Linked DNA regions of Gossypium hirsutum: regions 1 and 3 are each linked to region 2. The links are chromatin contacts, called in public Hi-C maps. All regions are on one chromosome and are shown on one strand. The core of a region is the stretch at or near the end of the contact, and the rest is flanking DNA. Distances in the headings are between cores, read along the strand shown. Region 1 has its middle 37 kb from the start of LOC121210158. Region 2 holds the start of LOC107899435 (LOB domain-containing protein 38). Region 3 has its middle 13 kb from the start of LOC121210779.

Region 1 (2,700 bases), core at 49-2,548, 200 kb before region 2:
TTAATTATTATTAATTATTAATTTATTACTAAGTAGGATAGTGAATAGCTCCTCTTTTTACCCTCTCTCAAATAAAATGTACAACACTGAAATTCAAACGAAAAAGACTGGTAGAAGTTTGAGATGAACGGTGAATTTCTCATAGTTTAAGTGAAAAAAGAGAGTACAAGACAAATAGAGGAATATTGCGAAGCGAAAATAGGTTGAAAGTGAGGGATAATGATAAATTTTTAGGGTTTTTTGTTTTATCTTTTTTTCTGTTATGGGCTTAAAGTAGATGGGCTTGTGATATATAAAGTGAAAATTTGATCCAAATTTAGTTGAAGTGTAATTTTTTAAGGGTAAATATTTGTGAAATTTTTTTAAATTTTTTTTATAAATTGTGTTATAAATTTATCACATGTTTTATTTTATTATTTTTTATTATTCCTTACATATATTTGATATCACCTTAAACCTTGTTTATAATTTTTTTAAAATTTTAGCGACAATATATAAAATATTTTTCTTCTTTTAAAAGTGTTTTTTAATTATTGGTTATGATATTATTAAAAAGATTACACCAATAAATAATAAATGAAACAAATTAGACCCGAAAACATTTATATTCACACGATTTTCTTTATTCGATAAACCGATAAATGTGGGGTGAAGGAGGAAAAGTGATTGGGAGCTGACACGATTCACGTGCAGGAAAACATTCTTCAACGTCAGCAGAAACCGATGTTCCTGACCGGTCTATTATAAACTAATAAAAGTATATATTTTAAATATTAAAAACAGGTCATATTTATTTATTAATAAAATATCATATCCTAATAAATCCAGCTGGTTCAGACTAAACCGAACAGATGATATGACCATTAGAAAGGCCTGATGCATCCCCCAAGGTTTTTGGGGCCAAACTTTCTTGAGTCAACTATCTAAAGCAAGCTATTCCCCACCAACCTCGCCCCAAATCCAACCTATTTTAATTTCTTTCTAAAGAATTTAGTATTTAGGCAATAAGGTATGAAAATTAAAATAATTATAAAGTATACTCTTAATAAAAAAGAACAAATTTCACAAGTATTTTTTTATATATTTTTAAATATAATTGAAGTTTTCCATTATATTGTATCTTTCAAAAATGTATTAAAGTTGAAGTTGTGAAACTTTGATAAGTGACGTCGGAATTTCGTGTAGGTGTGAATTTTTTTAAATTTATGCATATCTTTAAATATATATAAATGTGATGTGATTCTCTATAATAGTTGGTGGGGCAAAGGTGTCACGTGAAGTCCAGGTGTGATCAACATTATTGGCCCCTCCTATTTGCCACCTCTTATCAGAAGAAGACGATGGTCCAATGATCCATAAACGCAGAGCGCTACCCTTCCCTTATCACCTATCCTATCACCCCTCCCTATTCTTTTCATCATTTACATGAAAACCAAAGTTTTAAGTTTACCCTGTGAATCAGAGTTGCCCTTTCCAACCAACAAAAAATATGACACTTATTTATAGGAATAAACCAACATCAATGGATACAAATATTTTGCGTAAATTGAAAATCTTACAAGCATGAAGTAGAAAAACCAAATATTGAAATTAATATGAGTCAATTTCAGAAATTATAAAATAGCAACGTCACCTCCATCCACTTTCAGGTACGACACAGAGCTGAGCTGCCCCAACTTGGCTGCCAACTTCCAATTCCAAACCTCTTTTCTATCTTTAACAATTATGTGCTGCATTTTTCTTTCTTTCTTTCTTTGTTTATGGGAGTTTTTTTATTCAACACATTAAAAGGCCATTGCCATTGATTTTCTTTCTTTCTTTTTAAATTGCATGTTGAATTTATATATATATATTGTCTTTTTAAAGTTTATATATTTAAATAAAATAATTTAAATATAATAATTAAAATAAAATTACATCAAATTCACACGACAACTATGTATCGTAAATTATATAAATGATATCTTTTGGAAAAATTATTCAATTAATGTACTCTTCCTATTTAAAATTACCATGCAATTATCAACAAAATAAAAGAACGATGATTGTTAACATCCAAGTGATACGGTTCAAACCCTTTTAATGTAATTTTTCCATGCTCAAATTTCAACTTACCTTTGTAGCAAGAAGTAAGTAAAAACATACATATAGTTTATTTTTATTTAATGATTTGATATGGTGCTAACTCATTTTATTAGTTTAACAAATTTTTTAAAATTATAAATATATATAATTAATGATAATTTTTATTTAAGTTACTAAACTATTTAAACATTTTTATTTAAGTCACTATGTTGTTATTTCTTTTTAAAATTCAGCTAGCAAGTTCTAAGCGATAATTCGAAGATTAGTACGGTGTATCAATGTTCATTGATGAGTAAATGAATATACCTTAGATCCAATTCAATTTGGAGGTCAGTACCGAAAATTAAAAAATAAATTGTTTGGACTTTGATTTGTACATTTATGACATTCAAAACTATTTTGATTGGTGTAAGCGATGTAAAAAAAATGTCATACAATAACTATTTTAACATTATGATGATATCAATAAAAACTTTTAAATAATTCAATAATCACTTTATAAATTTAAAAAATTAAATAATTAAAATAAAAAATCACTAATAATTTAATTATCATTAGTTTTCCTTAAAAGAAAAAAAAAACAGGAAGAAGTGCTTGGACCCGCGATAAAAGCTG
Region 2 (2,700 bases), core at 19-2,518:
CGAAACTAGATCATTCCAAAAAAAAAAAAACCCTCCTCTTCAAACAAACAACTTGAGTAATTTTTTATCAGTTCCTCTGCTGCCTTGCCCTTGTTGATCTGCAAAAACACTTTCGAAGCACGTCGTCGTCACAGATTCCTCCGAGTTCATAGACGGAGTCCCTGGTCGTCGATTATCGGTAGCTCGCTTGCCTGTAAAGCTCGGGGTCAAGCCAAGATCTAGATCAGAGGGCTGTAGTTTCTTGAATTCTTCTTCGACTCTTTTACGCTTGGGTGAAACCCTGGATCTCGAATTTGAGAATCGACAGTTGGAGTTGAGATTCGTGGATGTCTCTCGCAATTTCCACATGTCCGTGCACGTGGCTTCGGACGTTTTGTCGGATGCTGGCGTCGGAGACATGAGTTCAGGCATGGAACGTAGAGATCCTCCTCGCAGGACGGTTTCCACCGCCGCTTGGCAAACGTGCCAGTTTCCGGTCCACAAAAGCCCCACGGCTCCGTTCACAGGGTTCACTGTTCTCCCACAAGCTTCGAGCAACAGCGACTGGAATAAAGCTGATCCAAAGATTAAGAAGCAATTGGAGTCAGAATTTGGTATGAGAAACAATAAGAGAAGAACAAAAAGAGAGAAAAGATAGAGGGCATGGGCATACCAGGGCGTTGAGATTCAGGAACGGCGGAAATAAAGGACATGAGACCAGCACGGCCGAAAAACTTGGCAACGAAAACAGTGGCGTAGCCTTGAGCTTCAGGGCTCTCAATCCATTGCAAACAAGGACGTAATATACAAGACTCACTGCAGCCTTTCCGTAAGACTCGGCAGCCGTTGCAACTCATGATCGGACTCAAGATTCAAGACTCAACTCAACAACTATGTAGTACTACACTTTTCCTGGCTTAGCATGAAAACCAATGTACTCTCTGAAACTTGGTTGCGCAGGCAGGGTGGCTGGCTGGTGTTAACAATGGAGAAATGGAAGAGAGAGAGAATAAGGGTGAGAAATGAGAGAGGAAGGAGGGTTTTAAAGAGGCGGGGAGGGGGGAAGGGAGACTAAACCCAGGAGTTGAGTTGAGTTAGGGGGTTGGGTTAGCGGGGAGTAGTGGGTTTAGTGTGGGAACAGTGCCTTGGGATGAGGGGAAGTGAAGAGGTTATAGATTCCAAAGTCCTGGGCATGAGCGGCCCCGTGTTTCCGCGAATGCTTGTCGCTCCACCGTTGGAAAATTTCTTTTCCCTTTTACATAAGATTCCCCTACTTCCCAGTTTTAAGTTTTCTTATATTTATTTTTTTAAAAAATAATTAACTGGTCAAATTTATTACAATTATTAACTTTATATTTCAGTCCAAATTATTAATATTTATAAAAATTTTAAAGTTAATTACTGTAATTTTCATTTTAAATTGATTTTTAAACTTTAAAGTTAAAAATGGTTTTGTACTCTTCTATATATTTTTATATAATTAATAATTTACTGTAATTCTCATTTTAAATTGGTTCTTAAACTTTAAAGTTAAAAATGATTTTGTACTCTTCTATATATTTTTGTATAATTAATGATTTAATTATTTAACTTCTGAATTTTTTGATATAATAATACTTTTCATGCATATACATTTTCAAATCGATCTGATATATTTATCATATCGATCTAAAAAGTGTATATATTAATATTTATTGAACAAATTAAAGTTTTTTAAACAGACCTTATTTTTTTATCTAAGCCTATTTTTCGAATCTAATTTTTTCTCAAACCCTCCCACATTTCGAGTGGACCTTCAAGCCGGGCCAGGTGGCCCGACCCATGAATAAGCCTAAAGTGAATCCCTCTCCATGAATTACAATATATATATTTATCATTACCTCAAGTTAATTTGTTTTTTATTTGAATATAGTGAAAAAAATTAGTTACTAAAATAGATATTTTTAAGGTTGTTTTTTAGAATAGTAGTTTAATATTCACGAGTGTCAGGTTTCTTTAAGAGTAAAGCAGTTGATTTTATTTCCAAGCCCAAGATTCTCGGAAAGTACAAAAAGTGCATCTAGTGTATATTCAAAGATCTTGACACCTACAAGTGTCGAGTTGATTGCAAAATAAACACCAGGGTATTTTCATTTAGTGATGACTATTAGCTTTTTAATTGTATTTAATAAAAGAAGACCTTAACACTCATGAATGTCGAGTTATATATAATTTGTTTGCATTTAATTTTTGACTTTTAAGGATTTTAACCTTAAAAAGTAGTGTTCAAGTCTACTTTAATTAAAATTTTATCAGTTTGGAAAACATAACTCTAATAAATGTATTCACAAGAACATAATGGGTGTTGAGTTCTTCTATATTTTAAATTTCATCATTTGGGGTTAACCTAATCTTAGTAAATTCATTCAATGGACATCGAAACACATAGATGTCGAGTTCTATATAATTTTTTTACCATGCCTATAAATAGCCTTTCCCTTCATTGATTTTTTCACACAACCAAAACTTTTTTTACATCATTGTTGAGTTTCACAAAATTTTTTGACGGAATAAGTTGGTGACTGCAAACTCACTATTGTCTTCAATCGAACATTAATTCAAATTGAGCAATTTGTGAGCATATTCAAGAAATTTTTGCCCATGTGTGTTAAGTTTGAGTGTCCAATAATAGCTTGGCTACTCATATGTAGATAGATAATAGCTCAGTAGATAAAAACTATC
Region 3 (2,700 bases), core at 136-2,635, 190 kb after region 2:
AAACTTTTCAAAAAAAGCAATTAAGCCCCTACTCTTTTTTTGCACTCATTTGGGTATTTGAATTTTCAAAATGCATCAAAAAGACCCTCAGACCTTTTCAAAAAAACCAATTAAGCCCCTACTCTTTTTCGCATTCAATTGGGTACTTGAACTTTCAAAATACATCAAAAAGATCCTCAAACTTTTTCAAAAATAAAAGCAATTAAGCCCCTACATTTATTAAAAATTAGACAAAAATTTAAAAAAAAATAAAATCTATAAATTTTATTAAATTTTAATTAAAAAATAAATATTAAAAAATTATAAAAATTATAAAAAATTATAAAATATATAGAAATATAAAAAAAATTATAAAATTTTATGAAGTTATAAGAAAGTTATACAAAATGTAAAGAAATATAAATTTAGTAAAAAACTTTATAAAAATTATCGTACCAAAAAAAGTATTTTATAATTTTTCTATAACTTTTATTGATTTTTATTTTTTTTATCTTTTTTTCGCTACATGTCATGCTGTGTTGCAACACGTGATGACTTTAATTGAAAAAAAACTAGAGGTCACTAATTTTTTTATGATTTTTATAAAATTTTAAATTTTTTTATTTTTTTTAAGATTTTTATAAAAAAATTTAATTTTTTATATTTTTATTAAAATTTAATAATTTTTCTAAAATTTAATAATTTTTATAATATTTTTTTCTAATTTTTAATAAGTGCAAGGGTTTAATTGCTTTTTTAAAAATTTTTGAGGATCTTTTTAATGCATTTTGAAAGTTTAAGTATCTAATTGAATGGGAAAAAAACAGGTGCTTAAGTTCTTTTTTTAACAAGTTTGAGGGAATTTTTTTTATACATTTTGAAAGTTCAAGTGCTCAATTAAGTGTAAAAATAAAGGAGGGACTTAATTACTTTATTTATTTATTTTAAATTTAAAGACTTTTTACACTATTAAACCAAATTTAAATACTAAACTTGAGATATAATTTTGAGATTTGTTGTAATTAAGGGATAGGTTAATTTTTTTTAATGGTCAAGTGGATAAGTTAACCCAACTTTAAAAAAGTTTCCTCTCATATTTACAAAGAATCAATCAAAAGCTTAACACAGGATGTTTGTAGGTGGGTGACGAAGATAAGCCTAATCTACCGTCCTATAAGTTCCTGCACTTTAAACACAAATATTATACACTTTCTGATTGTCAGCCAAAACCCAATCTCATTTTGATTTCAGTAATACCACTAGCACTGTAATTTGCCAAATGTTGGGATTTTCCTTTTTATTTTTTAATGGCTAAATCAGCAGAAAATGCCAACCACAGATGGTTTGACAGTCCCCAAATGAAATTCCATTATCTTTTTTCTTTTTCTCTTTCTTTTGATTGGGACTAATGACCCCATAATATGGGCAAATGGTAGTGGCATTATGAAGGTTGCTGTTGGGACCATCCATCCTCCAAATAAAGCAGAGGAAAATAACGTTTTCTTTTTGTCAATAACAACAAAAAAAAACCTCAAATCATCAGGAAATGCAGGCAATATCTCAAAGATTCCGATTTGTGGGGTCGACTGCAATTTGGAAGTCCCCCTCTTGTTTGTTTAAAAACGATGAAAAAGTAAAACCCAGTCCAGCTGTTGGGTTACTTTTAAGCAACCCATTTAATCATATCCAAAATCCTCTTATATGCTAATTGATGTTTACGTCATAAACGTACGATGTTGAATCAAATAATGTTGAAATTCACTTGGATGATGATAATAAGTTTAAGAAAAACAATGTTCCACCAAGTACAGGGTATCATTCTGCAATGAGTGGTTCATATTGTATTATCTTTACAGCCCATAGGCTTTAGGGTTTTCATTTATTATTATTGTTGTTGTTTATGGCTTAACCCCTTTTTTCAGTTTTTAACTACCGTTGTTGATGTCTTGATAATATTTCAAAAGCTCAATCAATGCCTAGTGGTCCGTCCATTTTGGAAGACTTGTCAGCCATTAATTTTAAGGGAGTTTAACCTACTTCCTCCAATGGTTGCCATTTTAGACTGCTGTTTTAAAATTTCAATTCTGTCAGATACTTTTCTTGAATCCAAAAGCTTAATTATTAATGGTTTGTTTAATAAAAATGACAGACGACCATCTTTAAAAGCCATAATTTTGTAAGGGTTTAATTTATTTTTCTATTTTTCATTTAAGAGTAATAAGTCTATCATTTATCAAATGATATAATTATATTCTATATTTAATTTTAAATAATATACTAGATAACTTGTATAACTTGAATTTTTAGCACTTATTATTTTTCAACCATTAATTTTTAACTTATCAAACACAGCCTTAGTTTATTTACTTTTTTATAAAATTAAATTTCAAACTTGTATACGCACTCGTTTAAATTACCACATAGGTATGGCCTGCAAATTGATCCTACAACCTTGGGGATATGGTGAATATCTTTAACCAATAGATCAAAGGTTGGTGTTCAGGGGCGAAGCTAGAAAAATTTTTTAGGGGGCCGGATGAAATTTTAATTTTTTATAGTTTATATCTTTATAATTTGTAAATGATTAAATTGAATTTTTATAATTTTAGGGGGTCAGTGCAATTTTAAATTTACTAATTTAAAATTTTTAAAAAAATTTAAGGACCTAAAAAATAATTTTACATTTTAGGGAGGCCGGGGCCCATGCCGGCCCCCTAGCTT

What was found. Hi-C and Micro-C count contacts between places; a contact is called where the count stands out from the background.
Region 1: a Hi-C map of leaf shows a contact between it and region 2, with 1.8 times the contacts expected there. The contact joins the enhancer-like site here to the promoter of LOC107899435 in region 2. A contact is called at or near these places in 4 of 34 Hi-C or Micro-C datasets (callus and leaf).
Region 3: a Hi-C map of leaf shows a contact between it and region 2, with 1.9 times the contacts expected there. The contact joins the enhancer-like site here to the promoter of LOC107899435 in region 2. A contact is called at or near these places in 6 of 34 Hi-C or Micro-C datasets (hypocotyl, leaf and petal).

What each region holds. Positions count from the first base shown.
Region 1 is chrA11:64,040,364-64,043,063 of Gossypium_hirsutum_v2.1, reverse strand. No RefSeq gene overlaps it. Among protein-coding and RNA genes, the nearest start is that of LOC121210158, 37 kb to the left of the region's middle. Within about 2 kb of position 1,298, at least 3 of the 9 cell types and tissues checked have an H3K27ac peak or open chromatin away from gene starts, as enhancers often do. A contact at or near this core is called in leaf, where this site is marked.
Region 2 is chrA11:63,835,515-63,838,214 of Gossypium_hirsutum_v2.1, reverse strand. LOC107899435 (LOB domain-containing protein 38) reads right to left here and starts at 1,268. Exons shown (of 2, transcript XM_016825154.2): 1 at 653-1,268; 2 at 1-554. The coding sequence starts at 836. The coding sequence ends at 40.
Region 3 is chrA11:63,646,751-63,649,450 of Gossypium_hirsutum_v2.1, reverse strand. No RefSeq gene overlaps it. Among protein-coding and RNA genes, the nearest start is that of LOC121210779, 13 kb to the left of the region's middle. Within about 2 kb of position 1,385, at least 3 of the 9 cell types and tissues checked have an H3K27ac peak or open chromatin away from gene starts, as enhancers often do. A contact at or near this core is called in hypocotyl and leaf, where this site is marked.